Linked DNA regions of Rattus norvegicus: region 1 is linked to region 2. The links are chromatin contacts, called in public Hi-C maps. All regions are on one chromosome and are shown on one strand. Each heading gives the region's core, a stretch centred on a gene start, on an enhancer-like site or on the middle of the called end of the contact. The rest is flanking DNA. Distances are from core to core; before and after follow the strand shown. Region 1 has its middle 150 kb from the start of Mtx3. Region 2 overlaps Thbs4 (thrombospondin 4).

Evidence for each region. Hi-C and Micro-C count contacts between places; a contact is called where the count stands out from the background.
Region 1: a contact with region 2 is called in a Hi-C map of the A7r5 cell line, with 9 times the contacts expected there. The contact joins two enhancer-like sites. A contact is called at or near these places in 7 of 12 Hi-C or Micro-C datasets (the A7r5 cell line, the Rat2 cell line, Schwann cells and 4 more).

Annotation. Positions count from the first base shown.
Region 1 is chr2:25,951,538-25,958,102 of GRCr8, reverse strand. No RefSeq gene overlaps it. Among named protein-coding and RNA genes, the nearest start is that of Mtx3, 150 kb to the right of the region's middle. Within about 2 kb of position 5,237, at least 9 of the 93 cell types and tissues checked have an H3K27ac peak or open chromatin away from gene starts, as enhancers often do.
Region 2 is chr2:25,717,413-25,724,170 of GRCr8, reverse strand. Thbs4 (thrombospondin 4) reads left to right here. Exons shown (of 22, transcript NM_017133.1): 17 at 1,568-1,746; 18 at 2,785-2,833; 19 at 2,918-3,114; 20 at 3,697-3,869; 21 at 5,063-5,202; 22 at 5,730-5,952. The coding sequence ends at 5,791. Among named protein-coding and RNA genes, the nearest start is that of Thbs4, 40 kb to the left of the region's middle. Within about 2 kb of position 5,305, at least 16 of the 93 cell types and tissues checked have an H3K27ac peak or open chromatin away from gene starts, as enhancers often do.

The DNA of each region.
Region 1 (6,565 bases), core at 3,988-6,487, 230 kb before region 2:
TAAGACTTATCTGAGACTGTAGGTAAGGAACGCCAGCACTGTTGAAGCCCGCATGAGAGCAGGCTGAATCAGGGCTATGACTAGGGATGTATTTGACCTTATAGCCCTTGAGGTGAGCTACTTTTTATCCAACATATCTTTTTTCCTTTAAAAAATTATAGTATAATATGTTTACAATATTTCTATATTATGCTATAATTATAATATTAATATAATCCATGGTATATTATGATATAACTATATATATACAGATTTCTATATAATGAATAGAATCTGCTCAGTTTGCATTATGTCACTTGTATATATGTTTTCAGGGTAGACCAGTTGGCTTTAGATAACCAATTGATATGCTCTTCCCTGGGGAAAACTATTTCTCCTGTGCCCTGAATTCTTAGTTGCCTATAGTTCTCTATCATAGTTGAGACCTCCTGGTCTTTCCCCGTCCACTTTGGCATCTAGATTGTTCAGCTCGTGTTTAGGAAATCATGTTGGTAAGACTTTGTGATTGTAGCTTCTGACATTTCTAGGAGACACAATCTCACAGTAAACTTCCCGATCTCCGGGTTCTTTCAATCTTTCTACCTCCTCTTCCACAATGTTTCCTGAGCCTTAGCTGCAATGGCTACTTTGTAGTTGTATCCACTGGGTCAGGGCTTCATAACTCTACAGTGTGATTGTTGTAGTTTTTTTTTTTTAATAGTCTATGTCTGTTACAAGGAGAAGTTTTCTTGTTAAGGGGTGAGGACCACACTTCTCTGTGAGTTTAAGAACAGATGTTTAGAATGTAGTTAGAAAGGATAAATCACCGTTTCTTAAAGTGTAACCTTATTAAACTAGGTCAAACTGCACTTCCTGTGGATGTGAACCTTTGTTACCCAGAATCTTACACTTGGCTCAGCACAGATTCAGTCACAATGCCCTTCAGCTCAGCGCTGATAGACAAATGACTGGAGAAACGAACTGTAGTTACTGTAGTGTGGAACTCACCACAAAGGCCTGGCATACCAGGCTGTTGCTGAGGTGGTGGGGTAACCTGGAGACCTGCTCATCACGCTTGTCTCAGATGTCCCCTAAGGTAACCTACCCTACCACAGCCCGTGTACACCCCTCGGATACACCCTGCAGATGCCAATATTTGCCATAAGTATACATCAAGTGTCTGCTGAGAAAGGAGAGTATCGACTTTGACTGGTGACAGATCTAAAAGGTTCTAGAAGTGCAATTTGAAATGAAACCTTTTGGGGATGCAGGGCAGGAGACCTGAGAACAGAGGTGGCCACATGATCTGAGCTTACTTCTCAGCCCGGGGAAGCTCAGTCAGCAGTGTGGGGGGACCACAGCACCACATGTCACCAATACTCATAAAAAACCTTATCTGAAGTCCGGGAGAAAGGTCTGTGATGCTGAGATTTGCTCCGGAAGGCTTGTCTCTCTTTGAAATTGGGCCTGAGGATAGGATTTTTTTTTCACTGATGAGAAAATTCTTGTTTCCTGATCAGTAGGCCCTGAGTAAGCCTTCAGAGCTTCCTGGAAGCTCTGGAACACTTGCCTTGTCTGGACAAATGTTCGCCCAGACACTCAGGAACAATGACTTGGAAGCTTGCACCTCCTCCCCCCAGAGTTGTACTTTTTCTGCTGCTAATGTATAAAAATTTCCAGTCGGCACCCCCCCCCCCCGATGTTCACAATTAATCACATTTGGGGGCAGGGGACGGGAGGTGGGGAGGGAGCTCGGAGCCCAAGCTGTCAGTGAGAAGAGGCAGACATATTGGTCAGGACAATTAGAGAGGAGGGTGAGGGCATTAGTGGCTCTGGCCACCGTGAGTGCCGGTGATTAGACTAGGATCTTTTGGACAAGTGAGTTAGTGTTGGCTGAACAGAACCATTCAGACACAGGGAAATAAGACAGCTTTCATCAAAACTGAGCCTCATTTCCCCAGCCAGGCAGCTGAGTCAGTGACTAAGAATGTCTGCCCTGGGCCCCCATGGTCCTGCTTGCCTCTCGAGAAGCCACCCTGCACCTGCACTGGACAGCAGTGTGCTCCACAGATCCAGGTCTGGAAGGACAATCTAGGTCATCCTTGTCGAGTCCCAAAGATTTCAGCTGTGAGTTTGTTTTTATTTCGAGGTACATGGCCAGAGCCTCATGCCACTGAACTGGCCCCTCCAGTCAGGACCACAGCAACTTCGTGACACGAGATGTACTTCTCATCTGGATACAGATTAGTACTGAACCCTGAGTTATGCAGATAGATACCCTCAGATTGCTGCCAAGAGCGGCACGGAGAGTTCCAGCGTTGAGCTGTAGTTGGATTGATCATGGCTTTCAAAACATTCTCCCATCTCCAGGGCCTCACCGAGGGCTCCTGGGCCTCCGGTGTTGAGTGAAAAAGCGTGCTAAGTGTGAGCTGGGGGTGCAGAGGGTTGACTACCCCATGTGTTGTCTTCCTCGGGGACGAACGACTTGGAGAGGTTTACTGTCAATTTTTTGATGGAAGCTCTAGGAACTTGAGGATCGATCAATGACATTAATTACTGCTGACTGAGGGAGCCAAGGAAGGCAAGCTGGATTTCAACCAAAATGGCTCAGCTCAGATGACACCTTGCTATTGTATCCCAGGCAATGATTAGAACTATAAATGCCAGAGCCCTCCTCTTAGCTGCTTCTCCTTTAGCCGCCCAGGGCGAGGCTCAGGTTCTGATACTGTTTCTCGGTTTCTGTGGTTATTAGCATACCCCCTCCCTTCCGAGGCTTCCAGCTGGAAGGAAGATTCTGTGTGGGCGTGTGTCCCATCTCTTGTCTCACTGTGTGAGCTCCCGGGGCAGTGCTTCACATCTGGGCATCTGTCCCCACAGTTTGACAGAGCACAAACAGTGCAGGGTCAGAGAGATATTCAAATGTGAGTGCTTGATACATCCTTCCCTCAGGCCCCTGCGTTCTCTCGGGGCAGTGATGGCTACTTTAAATGGGTTGCAATGTAGAGGCCTTCTAAGAAAAATCTTGGCCAGCTGGAACCATGATTACACTTCTACTTGCTTAAAGCATGTCTAGACAGAAAACAAAACAAAAAACAAAAAAAACAAAAACCTGTCCAGATACTGAAAGGCCCTTGTCTGATGGGGAATTAGGGTGGTGGTGTCTTTATTTTGGTAGAACATGTAATAAAGACAGAAAGCTTCTTCCTGGCAGGTCCCTGTCCTCTGTGACCTGCTGGGGAGGGCTCTCCTAGTTGCTAAGTTGTCTCTAGGGAGGGCAGACCACAGTACCACTTGTCTGACTAATTCTGGGAGCATCCTCTGCCATTATCTCCTGATACACTATTAAGATCCAAGGACCTGCAGTCTGAGCACTCTGTTTAAAATGTTTATTAGAGAAACTAATAAAATGCCCCTCCCTTCCCAAAACAGAGGGCTGAACAATTCATGAGACAGAGAAACTAGAGTTTAGGATGAAGACTTCCTGTGTAAGCCTTGTGGCTAACAGCACTGCTAGCCATAGGTGTTTTGTTTTTAATAGATCACTTGGATTTTAAAACTAGCACACGGAAAGATAAGTTATAATTCATAATTTGAGAGGGCAGAGAAAGCTTCACAATCAAGTGCTCAGAACACTATGAAAATAGGGTGTGTGGTTTTATCTCGACATCAAACTCAGGGCCCTGTTTATACTAGGCCAGAGCCCGCCTCTGAGATGGTTATATGTTTGGTTTGGAGCTTTCTAAGGCTGGCATTAGTCTCGCAAAGTTGGCCACAAACTCCAGATCCTCCTGCCTCAGCCTCCTGAATGCTGGCATTGGCCAGTGTGTACCCGTGTACCGGAGGAAAAGCAGATTGCTAAAATCAAAACTCCACAGCAGACATTTACTGAGAGTGGTCACACTCTAATCCGGGTGGTGGGAAGGAGGCCCAGGACTCGGGGGCTCTTCTTATGAGATGCACCAAACCGACAGAAGCGGGAAGGAGGTGGGCTGTTCCTGAGGAGAGAACTTCAGAAAGGACCTCCAAAACCGCTGAGTTTTGTGGCCCTTTGTAACCGGCTGCCTTACGTTGCCGTAATTTCCAACACCACAGCAGCAGCCTTTGGTTCCATCGGAGCTTCGGCATTGCTAAGAACAGTAAGCACAACGGTGAACAGAGTGATCGCTCTGATCGCCTACAGGAGACACCACACCGACAGTCTGCCTGAGACAACAGGATTACCAGCGGCTCCTACAACCGCCCTGAACAGGAAACAGGTCTAGGTGCAGGCAAGCTGGATAAGGAAGCTCTAATTGGTTTTTAAACGGGGTGGGGGGATGGGAGGGTGGGGGGTGGGGGTGGGGGGCAGGGGGTGGGGGTGGGGGGTGGGGGGGTGGGGGAGGAATATATAAATTCGTGTCATTGAAAACCCTGAGGCCAGGCTTGACTTATTGTCTACGCTCTCTTCCTTTCATCCTTTTCTGTATACCAATATCCCCTGTTCTAGCTCCTCCAACAGGAAGGAGAATTTCTCTCCCAATTCCACTGGCTCTGCAGCTGGCTGATGGTATGGCTGCCCTCACTGTCTACCTCTAAGCTTATCTCTGTGGTCAAAATGTCATTCTGCGCCGATGCTGAGAACCAGGTCCACACTCATCTTGTGTCACAAGGAGAGAAAACGACCCCAGGAGCTTAAAACAGGACAGACCCGGATGCCCCTGGGAGGACTGGGGACATCCAGGGCAGTGCTGCCCACAGGAGGACTGCCATGCTGCTCCAAGGAGGAAGTGGGGCTGAAGACAAGGCCACTGGAGAAAACGAGGCAGGAAGTTCAAGGAGAAAGTTAGATGTAGTCACCAGCGCACATGATCTGGAGAGGCTGAAGACGAAGCGAATGTCTGTGGACTCTAGACAGGGTGTCTGACTCATCTGTTCTCTGAAAGGTCAGAAATATGGGAGGGAGACAGATGGCTAGTGGATGCGAGGGTGAGTGGGAGTTTCAGAAACAGAGGCCAGGGGCTGTTGTCTATAGAAGTCTTCGGGGAAGGAAAGAACAACTTTCTGGGCCCGATGCAGCCTGCCAGTCACTGGGTGAGACAGGCTACCCCACGCGGGGAGCACGGACACCAAGACTCTCCCTTTCCGTCCAGAGAGGCTTTTCAAAGAAGGCGGTGCTGGAGTTATGAAGAGATGAGAGACACGAAAGAGCCACACATTTCCTTACAGGGCGTGTCCCAGAGTCTCACACACGGGCTTCTGAAAATGTTCACAAGCACCTCTCAATTAGGCACCACTGGAGGTCACTGGAGTCCCAGGGTTGCTATGGTGTGGGAGAGAAGTGCGTGGAGTCAGCGTCAGAAACAAGGTGGGTGAAAAGAGACCCAAGAAAAGACCAGGAGAGTAGGTGGCCGCACAAGCAGATTCTAGGGAGAGGTGGGGGCTTGGGGGCGCCCCCACTTTCCAGGGTACACGTATTGCAAGGCCCATCTCCACCCTCCTAGTTTAGAATGCCTTCCCACATCACCCGAGCCTGTTGCAGCCAGCAGAAACAGGCAGGGTATCAAAATGCAGCACAAGCAGATGAGATCCTGTGGGGGAAAGCAGTCGCCTCTGAAATGCCATGGCTTTTCTTTCAGAGTTTGGAGATTAAAAAATAGGGGGGGGGGAGGATACCCCAAACTATGGACAGTGGAGCTTCCAAAGAAATGGCAAAGTCTGTGTGCAACACTGCCCTCTGCTGGCCACAGCTAGACCTGCAGCTGAATGGTAGTGACAACTGGTGATTTGGGCTTGGAGTTAGTGCGGCTTTATGAAGGAACTGATCCTGCAGCTTTGGTTTATAAACTTTCTAGTTGACTGTTCTAATAAGACAGGCGTTCTCTGAAAACCCTTGAGGGATTGAAAAAGGCCTCATTGTTTTGCACTTTGATGTTCATGTAATCCTCACAAGTCACTTGGAGATGAGCTATAGCCATGGAATACTTTCCTAGAACTAATTAACTTTCAAATAATGTCTGAGAATTCCATGAAGGTAACAGCAGTGATCGACATGAATTGAATATGTATCCATTGGTGCCCTCTGTAATACATTAGTTTTTATATGTTTGTATAGGTGACATATGAAGGGGGGAGGAAAGGAGGGAGGGGGAGAGAGGGAGAAGGGGAGAGGGAGGAAGGATGGACGGGGAAGGGGGAGGGGGTGTGTGTGCGAGAGTCATTTCTCAGGCACAACCCACCTTCCTAATACTTCTAAAGGCAGGTTCTCTTACCTACTGGCCTGGAGTTTGACCAGTTAAGCTTTGAGGGATAGTCAGTCAGCCCCAGGGGCCCCCTGTTTCCATGTCCTCTGCACTTAGGTTATGGGTACCAAGTCCACCCCATGGAGGGGAGAACAGAAATTCTGATGGCGCCCTGCCCATCTCCACCATCCCTCTAGTATGAGACTGCTCTCCGGATCAGCTACCCTAGAGGCCCTTCAGCACTGAGTCATCTGTGAGATTCTTCTGTTGCCGATGAGGACCTTCTGTATCGTCCATCTTATGAAAACCTCACACCCTCTGTGAAGCAGATAATCACCCATACTTCACAGGTAAGGGGAATAAGGCTG
Region 2 (6,758 bases), core at 4,056-6,555:
CTAGGGGAACCTTCACTTTCCTGCTCCCCGCCTGCCTCTGCTTCAAATCCAGCTTGCATAGACAGTAGACATCCGTAGACAGCAGTCTGCCACTGCCCTGGACCTGATTCGCCTGGCTGCTTCCTGAGCTGGCCTGGGATGAGATCACATAGAATGTGACCCAGTCGCATGCTAGAGCTGGATCCCCAGAGGCCCTCAGCACAGCTCTGGTCTTCTTTGCTCCTGCCACTGGGAATGGGGAAAGGAACCATCAGAAAGAGATGCACAAACTCTCCCACCTGTGTGGGGGCTAGGCGGGTAAAGACGCTTGCATCCAGTCAGATACGAACTGACACGGGTAGAGAGGGCTCATGCTAGCAAAGCAACTGCAGTGTCTCTCAGGTGTCATCTGAGCCCAGCAGAATGTACCTGGAGGCATCTGTAGGGGACACCAAAGTTAGTCGTAGTGATATTCTGGTGACGATAATTCTGATTTTGTGCACGTGTTAGACATTTGTTTCAGGCTTAAGGTCTACCAGGTGGTAAGCCTAACTGTGTGTAAGAACTGTCTGGGAAAGAGTGGGGGGCTGTAGTAAAAACAATATTAGAAATCCCAGCCCGGGGCTTCTCCCTGTCTTTGGTTGTTGAGTTCCCAGCAGAAAGACACACTCACAGCCTTTATAATTACAATATAAGCTAAGCATCACTAGAGCTGTGCAGCTGCCTACCCTCCATGCTGTTAGAATCTACTTTTCTAACGATTACACCCTGAGTTACTGCTTACTGCGTTTCATCTGGACTGCTTGTAGCTCCAATTGGACAGCATCAGGACCACATTGTCCTGTCTCTTATCCCATGGCCACTCTCCTTTCTTCTCCTCCTGCATGTTTTTCTTTTATTTGTTTGTGGCTGCTGCTTCTCCTCTTCCTCCTCTTCCTCCTCCTCTTCTTCCTCCTCCTCCTCCTCCTGTGCCTCCTCCTGTGCCTCCCCCTCCTCCTCCTCCTCCTGTGCCTCCTCCTGTGCCTCCCCCTCCTCCTCCTCCTCCTGTGCCTCCCCCTCCTCCTCCTCCTCTTCCTGTGCCTCTCCCTCTTCCTCCTCCTCCTCCTCCTCCTCCACCTCCTCTTCCTCCTCCTCCTCCTGTGCCTCCTCCTCATGGTCCTCTCTTCTCGAGCCCATGAAATCTCAACCCCACCTATGTCTCTTCTGCCCAGCTATCAGCTGTTGGCATCTTTGTTTACCAATCACAATTAATTGGGGATTAGGTCAATCAGTGTCCTGCAGACTCTCTCTGGGGTAACCAGTCTTAGGCGCCCCAAATTAGCATTAGAATACAAGTAGCATTAGGCCAAACTTAAGCATAAGGGGCAAACTTTTCCACTGATGTTGCAAGAAACTCCAGGTGGTTTCTGAGTGGCCTGATTGACTGTCACAAGGGCTCCAGAATGTGGCCCAGATAACTCAACAAACCCAACATTCCTCTCCTAACTGTAAAATCCCTGGCCTGAAGGCGGGAGTGTGGTCCCTGCCCAGTCCCCTTCCCTACTGAGGACTGAGCCTCAGCACCCCTGCCTCCTCCCTTCACCCTTAGATGATGGAGTAGGAGATATCTGTGAAGCTGACTTCGACCAGGACAAGGTCATTGATCGCATTGATGTGTGTCCTGAGAATGCGGAGATCACCCTGACTGACTTCAGGGCCTATCAGACTGTGGTCCTGGACCCTGAAGGGGATGCCCAGATCGACCCCAACTGGGTGGTCCTGAACCAGGTACGCATTCGATGTTGGCATCAGTTCTACTCAGCCCTCTGCCTAGGACCTCCTGGGAATGGTGGGCTCCATATGGAGGTCATCGACTCACACATGGCTCTACTCTCTTGGCATATGCTCCACCTCGTGGCCCTGAGGTATTACACTCTTCATAGATGTTGAAATTGACTCATCCCAAAACTTCTGTGGCAATTCAGGAGGCGGCTGAGATGGCTGGAATAGGAGCTCTGACAGTGTGACCCATGAGCTATGGTTCCCATCCTTCCGCAGTCTGCCTCCGTGCGTGCCCCTAAGTAAGCCACTGAAGAAGAAGGCACAGAAGTGGCTAGTAGTTTCCAGAGTCACAAAGCACACCACAGTGGCCCTCGTTTCATTGCTGTTGCTGTGACAAAATATTCTGACCAAAGAAACTTAGAGGAGGAAGGGTTTAATTCCACTCACAATTCCAAGTTACAGTCCATTGTTTGGAGGAAGTCAAGGCAGGAACTTGAAGTAGCTCCTCATGTCACTCCCATAGCCATGAGCTGAGAGAAATGCATGTGTGCATGCCAAGTACCCGGCTTGCTTTCTCTTCTCATGTAGTCCTAGATCAAACCCAGCAAAGGGTGCCACCCACAGTGGGCAGAGTCTTCCCACATCAACTAACATAATCAAGACAGTTACCCCACAGGTATGTACACGGGACAACCTAATCTAGAGTCTGTCATTGGGCGTCTCTTCCCAGGTGATTCTACATTGCATTAAACTGACAAAACAAGCTAGTTATCACCGTGTCCATCAGGATGTATGTCACATCCTGCCTGGTTTGAGGATTATCAAGTCAGCTTATATGACAGTATTAGCAAAAGTATTTCCTCACGACACTCATCTTCCTTTAAAACTTCTTGCCACACATGCACCTCCTTTAAGTCAATATCAAACAGAACAGTGCTTGTTCTGGACTGGATTGTACATAGTCACCTCAGAGCCTGAGGTTCTGGGCTGCCCCACGTTCTCTCAGCCCCCTCAAGTCCTGAACTCCCTCCCCTCTCTCCACAGGGCATGGAGATTGTGCAGACCATGAACAGTGACCCTGGCCTAGCAGTCGGTACGTCCTGGGCCTCTGACTGCGTGTGTAGAAATCCTGCCAGCTGTTAGAGTAGCTTTTTCTAATTGCACCTCATCTCCGCAGGGTACACGGCATTTAATGGAGTTGACTTTGAAGGGACCTTCCACGTAAACACCCAGACAGATGACGACTATGCCGGCTTTATTTTTGGTTACCAAGACAGTTCCAGCTTCTATGTGGTCATGTGGAAACAGACAGAGCAGACATACTGGCAGGCTACGCCATTCCGTGCAGTAGCAGAACCTGGTATTCAGCTCAAGGTAATGGTTTGGATTCCCATGCCTTCTTGCTTCTGGACCCTTCACCTCCCTTTAACTTTAGAGTTCTCCTAAAAGTCACTGAAATGGATACAGTCATGGTGATGCTTGACTCGGGGAGACTAGAGCGACAACCCTGTCTGCCTTCAAATGTCAGGCTGAGTGGGCTCAAAGAGGCAGAGAAGGTTTAAGGCATACCTCAGGCAGACCATGTTAAAAGCTAGCCAACGTGTTCAATCAAAGAGATGGGCTGTACATGAACGACTAGCTACTTCTGTCACTCCCACTAAGACAGAAAGCACACTTCTGTGTGACATCTATTGGGAGCCCACAGTAGGCAAATAGAGCCACAGACTTATATCAGGAAAAAGGTACGGTGAATAGCATAACGCCACCAACCACTGCTAAGTTCCACAGAGCTGGGGCCAGCTCAGTAAAAATGACACTGAAGGTTTATGCTTTTGCCAGCACAAAACTATGTAGCCTTGCAGTAAGCATGAACTCACCTCCATGTTTACCTCAGACATCTGAAGCACAGAGGCTCTTCATGTCCTGACCTAACGCTTTCCTCATGTCTTTGTCCAGGCCGTGAAGTCTAAAACTGGCCCAGGGGAACATCTCCGAAACTCCCTGTGGCACACAGGGGACACCAGCGACCAGGTCAGGCTGCTGTGGAAGGACTCCAGGAATGTGGGCTGGAAGGACAAGGTGTCCTACCGCTGGTTCCTGCAGCATAGGCCCCAGGTGGGCTACATCAGGTAGGCTGAGGGCCCTTCTGCTGTGGGTGGGGAGGGAAGCACTCAGTATACTCTGCAAACCAGAATCTCCCCTTCCCTGAGCAGTTCCAATCTCTGAGAGTCCTCGGGGCAGGACTTCCAGAAGACAGGTGGGGCAAAGGCACCAGGCTTAACTGATCCCTAGACAGTAGGACCAAGCTGCAGAGCCAAGTCCGCCATGCCTTGGGTGTGCTCTTAGGGAAGTGTGAGAGAGGAGCTGATGGGGGAAGGGATGGCGGGGGTGGGGTGGGGGGATCAGCAGAGAAGAGATGGTACCCAGACATCCCGAGACTCCTCCCGGCCCCATGGAGCCCTCCTTATGTGCAGAACACACTGACTGAAGAGCCCCTCGCAGTCTGTCTTCTCTCCTGGGTCATAAGTTCCAAAAGGGCAGCCTCAGTGTCTGGGCCTCAACTAGTGCTCATCACACAGCCCAGCTTGAGTTCCCCAGTGTGTGTACAGCATGAGCTGTCCATCCTGCGACTGGAGTGAAGGCCTCTGTTTCTCTGTAGGACTGTTTCTGTTGTTAGTTTGTTTGATCAAGTGCTCCTGTTGAAATGCAGTCAGTGTTCAGGTCCTAGACTTGCCAGCGCTTGTGTGGTGTGTTCAGGGGTATGGATTACGGTTTGCCAGTCAGGGCAGGAAGGCACCAGATGGGCTGAGGCATCTAGTGAAAATAAGGTGGTGAGAGCTAATTCACGTTCTGTTCTCCGTGGTCTTGTGTCATCTGACTCTGCCCACAGGGGTGACCATGTTCTTACCTGATTGAGCTCAATGTACCTTTTCTGTCCCAAAATGAAACCACAGAAAATATGACCTCTCTATGTATATAATTTTAGAAAAGTCAATCTGAACCTAAAAGTGCAGAGAACTAAGAATCGATTGCTCTACAACCAAATAGGAAATGCTTGGGCACAGCCACACCAGAAGACAGCAAAAACACCCCCTTGGAACCAGCAAGTACCTATCCAGGAACTATGCACTGGACGCCATGCTGGGCCTATTAAAAACCAAGTTAGGGAGGCGAGGACACTCCTGGGGAGCTTCTAATCTCACTGGGGAGGGACCAGCTAGAGTCAGTGGAAAACAATACGCCTGAATAAAGAGGTGAGTACGTAGTCAGCAGTGGGGCCACGTCCTCACGTCCTCACCGTGGATACCTGTGCTCTCTGTAGGGTGCGGTTTTATGAAGGCTCAGAGTTGGTGGCTGACTCCGGGGTCACTATAGACACCACCATGCGCGGAGGCCGACTGGGCGTGTTCTGCTTCTCTCAGGAAAACATCATCTGGTCCAACCTCAAGTACCGCTGTAACGGTAGGTAGCCTTCACGCTTAGACAGTACAGGGAATGGCCAGGAGAGGACGGGATCTCATTTCTGTAACACACATCCTCCCCAAAGCCTGAAGCTCACACCACGTGCTCACTAAAACCTGATGTTCCCTGCATAACATAAGAGAAAGGCAGAGCCGGGCTTTCCTGTTAACATGCCAAATCTGAAAATTGAAACCCATAGAATTTAACTGCATGGTTTAGAGTTAGGGGTTCGGCGAGAAATTCCGTCAGTTTAATTTACAGGCAGCCTTTCTTTTCATCAGACTCAAACATAATCACAGACTGAAAAGGCACTCTGCCTGCTAATTTTCCCTAGGCCTATGAATAAGCCCCGCTGGGCTTTAAGCCAACAATGTACAACAAAGCAACCTGAAATAGAAAATGGCTGCAAGCCTGTGAGAGTCTTGGGCGAGCAGACAGCGCCCCCTACAGGAGGCCTGTGTGGCCTGCAGTGGGCTGTGATTCCAGTGTGGAAGGAGCCTCCCTAACCACCACCCTTCTTGTTGCAGACACCATACCAGAGGACTTCCAGGAGTTCCAGATCCAGACCTTTGACCGCCTGGATAATTAAACCAAGAAGCAATCTCACAACTGCCTTCTCAAACGCCCAAACCAACATCTTTTGTTTAAAACTTCCTATAATTCTCTTTATATTACCGTGGCTTTTCTTTTACCAACCCAAATACTTCAAAACTTTTTATACGAAATAAAGAAGAGACTATTTCTAATAACCATGATGCTCAGGTGTTTCTGCTGGGAGCTCGGGCTTTGATGGCGTGTGCTGTTTCCTGAGGAATCTTTGATAGACTCTCAGGGTTATTTCTGTTACTTCTTTTTCTCCTGAGTGTGTAGCGTGTGCCACCAGGCACAGGTGTGAACCAGACAATTGGACAAAAGGTCATTTCTGGGCTGACCCAATTTAGTGCCTCACTAAAACCTCCTCATTCTTGGAATGGAGTCTCCAGGGCAGCCCCAGGGGCTTCGGGAGGATGTGACTACCTGAGACCCATGAATGAGATTTGCCTTGTTCCTTCTCTCGCCTCACCAATTCTGTCTCCCCCCACCCCCCACCATCCACAGACAACTTACATATTTGGCTCCCTCTAGCGTCCTGTGAGTCAAATGGAGGAAAATGGGATCTTGTCATTGTATTCAGATCCCACAGTACCAGGCATGAAGAATATACAGTAACCATTTGCTGGGCGATAGAGGAAGAGTGGCTGCCTCTTAGGTAACAAGAACAGTGGGATGTAGATGGGTCAGGTGACAATGGAGGTAGTGCCAGTCACTGTGTGTACAGGGCAGAGGCTTCCCTCAGCTGTGTACTAGCTGGATACTTTCCAGTCAAGATACCCAGAAATTTTATAAATCGCCTTGCAATTTAATTCCAAAGAAGTTCCACAACTTACTTTCTTGTTATTATTTCATGGTTTTAGACAGGTTCTCATATAAACCAGACTGGCTCCGAACTGTCTGTGTGACCAAAGATCGCCGTGAGCCTCTGGTCCTCCTGCCCCCCACCCCCACTTCTTCATACT